2 separate regions of the Gasterosteus aculeatus genome follow, and region 1 is linked to region 2. The links are chromatin contacts, called in public Hi-C maps. All regions are on one chromosome and are shown on one strand. Each heading gives the region's core, a stretch centred on a gene start, on an enhancer-like site or on the middle of the called end of the contact. The rest is flanking DNA. Distances are from core to core; before and after follow the strand shown. Region 1 has its middle 8.0 kb from the start of LOC120809508. Region 2 overlaps adamts18 (ADAM metallopeptidase with thrombospondin type 1 motif, 18).

Region 1 (3,375 bases), core at 600-3,099, 64 kb before region 2:
AACATCCAGGACATTCAACAATGACGCGACAAGTGACAAGAGACACACACGGCTTAAATACACAGATGACAGGACAAGGCAGGAAGTGAAGTTACCCAGGGAGACAAGAAGGAGAAACTACAAAATAAGACAGGAAATAAAACCACACCGTGACAGTGTGTGTGTTCTGCCTTAAAGTAGGAGAGATCCGGCGACAGCGGGAGGACTGAGCCAGGCGAGGAAACTGGAGCCGGACACTCGTGGTTAAAACAGACAATAAAGACTGTTTGCAGAATCCGCTGTATCCTCATTATTACGCGTTCCCCCCAAGGACTGCACGTTACAGGGGCCTTCAGAGGTATAGCCTTATGAGAAAAAGTACAAAAGAAATCAGGTCAAGGTCCAAGCTCTGTACACACCAAAAAGAGAGCAAATTCTCGACTCAGTATCATGATTTGTTACTAAAAGCATGAGGGGAACTATGGCAAAGATATATATTTTTACACTTCCAGTCAGTCAATCATCTTCATCGGCACAAACGGCTTGTCCTCCATACAGTGTTGCGGACGGGCTGGAGTCCATCCCAGGCAACATTGTGCAACAGACACAAGGTCACATCTTGGATCGGTCGCCAGTCAATCACAGAGCTGACACAGAGATAAACAACCATTCACATCCACACACCTACGGGCAATTAGGAGTCACCAATCAACCCAATCCCCAGAGCATGTCTTTGGATTGTGGGAGGAAGCCAGAGTACCCACGCAGACTCCACACAGAAAGGCTGCTGGTTGGAGAGAGATTTTTTTCTGTGAGGCGACAGCGCTAATCACCCCACCTTTACACTTTGTATTCCTTTCAAGGAAACCACTATGCACCCTTTAAACATGCTCATGTGCAAATGTGTAATTGTTTGTTTTTCTTGCACCTCCTCCTTTTACAATACAAATGTTCAAAAGCTGCTGTATACATGATTGAGGTATAGAAATATGCTTGCATATATATATAAATATATATACATGTTTTTTTGTTGCCAAAATAGCAGATCATATCACCCTTTGTAAATAGATGGTAGCATTACGGCGTATTCTGTAAATTTAGCTAAGTCCAGTTTCCACTGTCACATACTTAAATCCCATAAACAATAAAATATGATTATTATTCAAATAAATGGCAGTATCTTCCATGTATAAAAACACTAAACGGATTCTGTGTTGCCAGTATATAATTATGAGCCTGGGGAAAAGAATGAGGGAAATTAAGGGTTTCTGTTCTCGGTGTCCAGTTCAGTGTGCACAACATGTGTGGAACGAGAGACTTCACCCCGCCCTGACCGTGCAGTAATCCCACCTTATAAATCACTGTCACCCGGGGGCAAGACGGGTCGTCCGTCTTCCACGACACCCACCGGGAGGGAAGAGCTGCTTCAAACGCTTCACATCTGCTGGTGTCATGTAGGTGCTTGACCACCACCGTCAGCTGATCACTGTGCTTCCACTTCCACTTCCTTTCTGGTCCTCAGCGTCTCTGCCAGCTCTCATCCATCTGTCTGGACTTAAGACTGTCCATGTTTCTGCTTCGCTGTCTAGCTATTCGCTATCCATGATATTTATGGTTGTACTCAAGAAATAAATTCAAGCATCTGGGGAAATGCAAAAAAAGGGGCATTAAGAGTTGTTAAATAAAAGTAGCAGCATGATAGATGACTGTTGAATAGAGTTGCTCAGTCATCAACACTACTTTGTAGTTTTGTATGCACATTTAACTAGACAAAAGTTTTTGAGTCCAACCTGCGTCCTATTATTGTTCTCTCATCTCTCCCTTGATCACTTGAATAGTGTGCAGAGCTCACGCAGTACCGAAGCCGTCCATATGATGGGGCTAGACTGCAACAAATACAGTCCAATTTAAAAACATGTACTTCATAGATATGTTAAATGTAAGTGTCTGTGTGTGGGATCAACTGAGGTTGGAAGGCTCCTTGGTTGGGTTTGTGCAATTCCTATGAAAGGACATTGTCAGCTAAATAACCTATAGTCATTGTCTTCAGTGGATCAGCTGGAGAACGCATTGTCACAAAGATGGAACTATTCTGAAAATATGTGGTTCTTACAGGAGACTGGAGACGCACACATGGTGATTCTTTAGAATATGATTCAATGCTGTGGATGAAATAACTAAACAGAATGTAAAGCAGGTAAGACTAACTTAACTTTTAGTGGATTGTTTTCTTAGTGTGATTTGAATAATTTTACTTTTGTAAAATATCTGAATCCGTCTTTCAGCACTGCTTTTATTCAATGACCTCAACTATGAGCTAAAGTGAAATCGAAGGTCAGATTACCTTTCAAGGACCTGATGTACACAGAGGCGTGTGATTATGTGCTGGTTTAGGTGATTACATGTGATGGTGGTTGTTCCTGCAGTGGTTCTGCCTGACACTCACTGCTGCTGTCATTATTAGTCCATCTAGAACCATCATTGCTGTCATTATTAGCTGTCATTTCAACTCACTACTTCCATTTTATGAATTATTTCTGTCATATGCATGAACATATTGTGATGTTTTACATTGTTTATTCTGTAACCATGACCTCTATCCCACCTCTGTCCATCCGGATAGAGAGATCTCACCGCTGCTGCTGTTTACCCCAGTAAAGGTATATTTTTTTAAGGGATTCTCCCTGTTTTGATGAGAGTGTGCCGGCATAGAAGATGTTGTATGTGTACGTTTGTAAAGCCCTTCGAGGCTAATTTGCCATCTGGGGCTATTTAAATGTAATTAAATAAAATTAGTAAGTATATCAGGTCAAATCAGAGAAATTTAAACAGTGTCTCTATTTAAAAAAACACATACTTTTTTTAAGAACTAACTATTTAAAAAATTGAAAAATGATTTTATACACCACTTGAAAAATGTTGCTTCTTCTCTTACTTAAATCTTTTCAAGAAGTGGACTAGACTGGTTCTCTTTATCAGATGAAAGACCTCAGCCAGTTGAGCAGATTACAATTTTTTAATTTGGCTTCAGAGACTCTTCAGGAGCTACTGTTCACTTTCTAATCAGTATTTAATTAGACGGACACCAAATCCCCAGAGTGGGAGTGTTTTTGTCCTTGTGTGACCACTTTGACCTTTTTTGTAGACAGGCAAATGGCACCCGGTGGATTAGGGGAGAGGACCAATACGAAGCAATTGTCTGGTTTGTAAATGTTTGTCAGAGGCCCTTCCACCCCGTATTGTCTCACAGTCAATATCTGATGGGAAAAAGTTTGCTCCAATATCCTGATGTTCAAAAGACTAAAGAACACCAGAACTGTGTGACAGTAACAAACAAAGCTTCCTTGAGCTTTAGTATTACAAAGAGGAGTTTGACCAAGTACTTCATTGTAGGGT
Region 2 (3,416 bases), core at 226-2,725:
GATGGATGGATACGGATATATATATATATATATATATATATATATATATTCTTTGTATGTATCCTTAACTACCAAAAGTCAATGTGTGAAATATATTGTGAGTATTTTAAAAGAGGCAGGTTGAGTTTTTTTTGTGAATTTAAGTAACGCAAGATAGACCCAACATTTTAACTGCTTAAACATGAGGTGGTTTAATAGTCACTGTTAACTTAGGGTGAAGTGGTCCTTTCTATGTGTGCATGTTTGGGCCCAGAATAAGTGATTCGGAACCTGTGGTTGGCTGTCCTGATTAGGATCCCAGTGATGTGGCATTAAAACGCTCCATCCGACTCACACGTGCTCCCTCTCGCTGTCCCACCACAGCTGGGCGAGCGGAGACTGGGGCCTCTGCAGCCGCTCGTGTGGAGGAGGTCAGCAGACCAGGACGCTGCGCTGCCTGAGGAAGGTGACCTATCAGAGGGAGGAGGTGGCGGCTCACTCCCTCTGCCCCGTCATCTCGCCGGCCCAGATCCAGCCGTGCCACACGCAGGCCTGCCCGCCCGAGTGGAGCACGGGCTCCTGGTCACAGGTGGGTTCGTGAAAATACGTGTGTTTAGGTCAACTGTTCACCTTTGTTACATGCCGGTGTGCCAAATAGCTCCAAAACTTCAGACAATCAGCCTCAGTTCTTTTGTGTTAAGTTGCTTATTTACGCTAAATCAAGATGATAAAAATCCCCTCATGAGCATGTTCACAGACACATTTATCTCCAAACATGTATAAATAAAGAGACAGAGCAGTGATACTCTATGTCCCACACGACACAATCTAGCTAAGAGAGTTTGTGGGGAAATTACAGGAAAACGTTGTAATGCACATACTTACCGGCGCTTAGGCCCCGGGGCCCGGTGACTTAGAAGCTAATTTGTGTTACTGACTGCTTGAGTCAGTAGAGGAATAGAGAGGCATCTGACAGTCTCTCTCCCTGTGTGCGCGCACGAGTGTGTGTTAGTAGGTTTAAGCGTGCAAATGCATACATTCTGTGAGACAAAAATGAGTGTTTGCCTGCAGGGAGCCGGCTTCTTCAATCCATTCATTTTCTGTCTCATAACGATATGCTTCGTTATGAGTTTGGAATGATTATTGTAAATTAAACCGCTGCCATGAGGGATTTCTGTGACACTATTGTATTCAAATGACGCGTTACTAGTGTTGCAGGCTGCAGGCTGGTTGTTACTCTGACCCTGCAGCTGAAATAAGGCAAATACTTCATCTATTCTTTATTTACATCTGTGCTGTTCCTGCTGTGACGTGTAGTTACCTCTGTACTTGCTGTTCAAACAGAAGTGCTGACTTCAGCATTGCCACTAATGTTGCTAGGTTACGCGTGCCAGCTGTCAAAATTCATTTGTTGGCTATGAGTGATCAGCGTCCACCGACAAGTTTAAACAAAGATGCACGTTGAGACATTTGCATGACGGAAAGTCGCACACACTCCACCACACACACACACACACACACACACACACACACTAACACACTCTCACAAGTGTCAAGAGGTTTCACTCATGCTAAATCAAACACTCTGCTGCCCTCTGTTGGACACGGGACGAACATCGAAAAAACAAACTACAGATGGGTTCAACTGGGCACTTGTAAGACTATTCGGCCTTTATCCTCAAACATCTGCTAAACCTTTTCACTCCCACTCATCCCAAACGAAATGTTCTCCCTTCATCCCCGTGTCCTTCTTATTTAGGAAATCTTATTTCAACGTTTGAATCTCAAGGTAGTTCGAAGGTAGTAACCAAACACTTTGAATCACCAAACAGCTTATTACGCCTTTGGATCCTCTGGCTGTTGACCAAGTGCAACTACAGAGCTTCACACAGTAGACAGGCTTCTGTTTGCTCATTAAGCGCCAATCTGCGGACGATTGGCTGGTGTGTCACAGCTGTGGGGGGGGGACGAGGGGGGGGGGGCTCTTTGGTCCCACCGGTCCGAGTTCAGTCGGCGGTCGCCCAGAGGCAACGGCCAGTGTCTGTGCAAACATCAATCAGAGTTTTCAGCGACAACAGGGACGACAGGGACGCTTGTTTGAGCGCGTCAATCCGTATGCACAGATGTGTACGAGTCCTTTGTCTCGTCGGCTCGTGTGACGCTGTCACATTAACTGCCCTGACAGCTGTGTCTCTCGGTCCCCGCAGGGCGATTTGACACCGCTGTCCACCTCTGCTTTTCAGTCAGAACTGCCTTTGGTGGACGCTTTGATGCCTCGGGGGGGTCACACACTCTCTTTTGCTCGTTATTGGCGCATTTTATTTAATGTTAGACCGTAATGTGGCGAATTTACGAGCGCGTTGACCGTGCCAAAGGGTTTGACCTCTGCTGAAGGCGATGAAAGCTTAAGGTCAAAGCAGTACTGAAAAAGTTTGGTGCATGCTCATTTCACCTTTGCACACAGCGAATCCCTCCTCTCATTACGCCGCTTGTTCTCCGCCGTCGTGACGTCCTGGTGTCCGTTCACAGTGCTCCAAGACCTGCGGCCGCGGCCTGAGGAAGCGCAGCGCGTTCTGCCGCAGCACTGATCCCGGGGCCAAGGCGGTGGTGGTGCCCGACAGCATGTGCAGACAGCACCACAGGCCCAAAACCCAGGAGACCTGCGTCCTGCGGCGCTGCCCGAAGAACGAGCGGCTGCAGTGGGTCACCGCGGCTTGGGGGGAGGTAGGAGAGAGGAGACTTCTGACTTCTTCACTTTAATAATTCTCAAAAAAAAAAACTGAAAACACCTACATGTGCGTTATAAGGATCAGATTTACGTTGAGTACATTGTTTCCATGTTGTGTTGCCTGCCTATTTGTCCAGAATCAAGAAAATAAAAGCTTCGTACTAGCTTTTGTTTCTCAGAAATGGTCATAATCACACAAGGGAGAAGGCCGGCATTTGCAATGGATCAGAATTCAATACAGTATCAAGACATCTGCACTGAATCACCAGCAATGATGAACATCGCATCCCTTCACTGAAGGTGTTGTAGAGTAAAGAAAAGGAAGAGCTGGATTGGGTGCTGTGGCGGAAGATTTTGCACAGACAATCGTTAAGTAAGAATCAAAGGCTCTGAGTCAAGTATGTCTTTTCTCCGTTTATTTCCTTGCAAGGGAAAAAGGGTCACAACAGCTACGTGGTCAGTAGACTGTCAAGAACCTCCTTTTCTTCCCAACACATCGAGGCAGTTCTTATACCTAAACTTAGATATCGGTGGCGTCAACAGAAACCGTTAACCATCTTGTTGAGTATCTACAGCCAGGGTACTGGGAACACCTTGTCCATGTGAGACACATCAGTTCTTTGACCGTGTCCTTGCTCTCCCAACATGCTAAAACAAAGGTGGTCATAGACATAACAAACACTTTGTTCAGTCTCTACAGCTATGACGC

What was found. Hi-C and Micro-C count contacts between places; a contact is called where the count stands out from the background.
Region 1: a Hi-C map of liver shows a contact between it and region 2, with 5 times the contacts expected there. The contact joins two enhancer-like sites. A contact is called at or near these places in 3 of 6 Hi-C or Micro-C datasets (liver, tail fin and whole body).

What each region holds. Positions count from the first base shown.
Region 1 is chr12:4,193,980-4,197,354 of fGasAcu3.hap1.1, reverse strand. No RefSeq gene overlaps it. Among protein-coding and RNA genes, the nearest start is that of LOC120809508, 8.0 kb to the left of the region's middle. Within about 2 kb of position 1,849, at least 5 of the 9 cell types and tissues checked have open chromatin away from gene starts, as enhancers often do.
Region 2 is chr12:4,129,545-4,132,960 of fGasAcu3.hap1.1, reverse strand. adamts18 (ADAM metallopeptidase with thrombospondin type 1 motif, 18) reads left to right here. Exons shown (of 24, transcript XM_040167666.2): 19 at 364-568; 20 at 2,509-2,703. Among protein-coding and RNA genes, the nearest start is that of LOC120810219, 36 kb to the right of the region's middle. Within about 2 kb of position 1,475, at least 3 of the 9 cell types and tissues checked have open chromatin away from gene starts, as enhancers often do.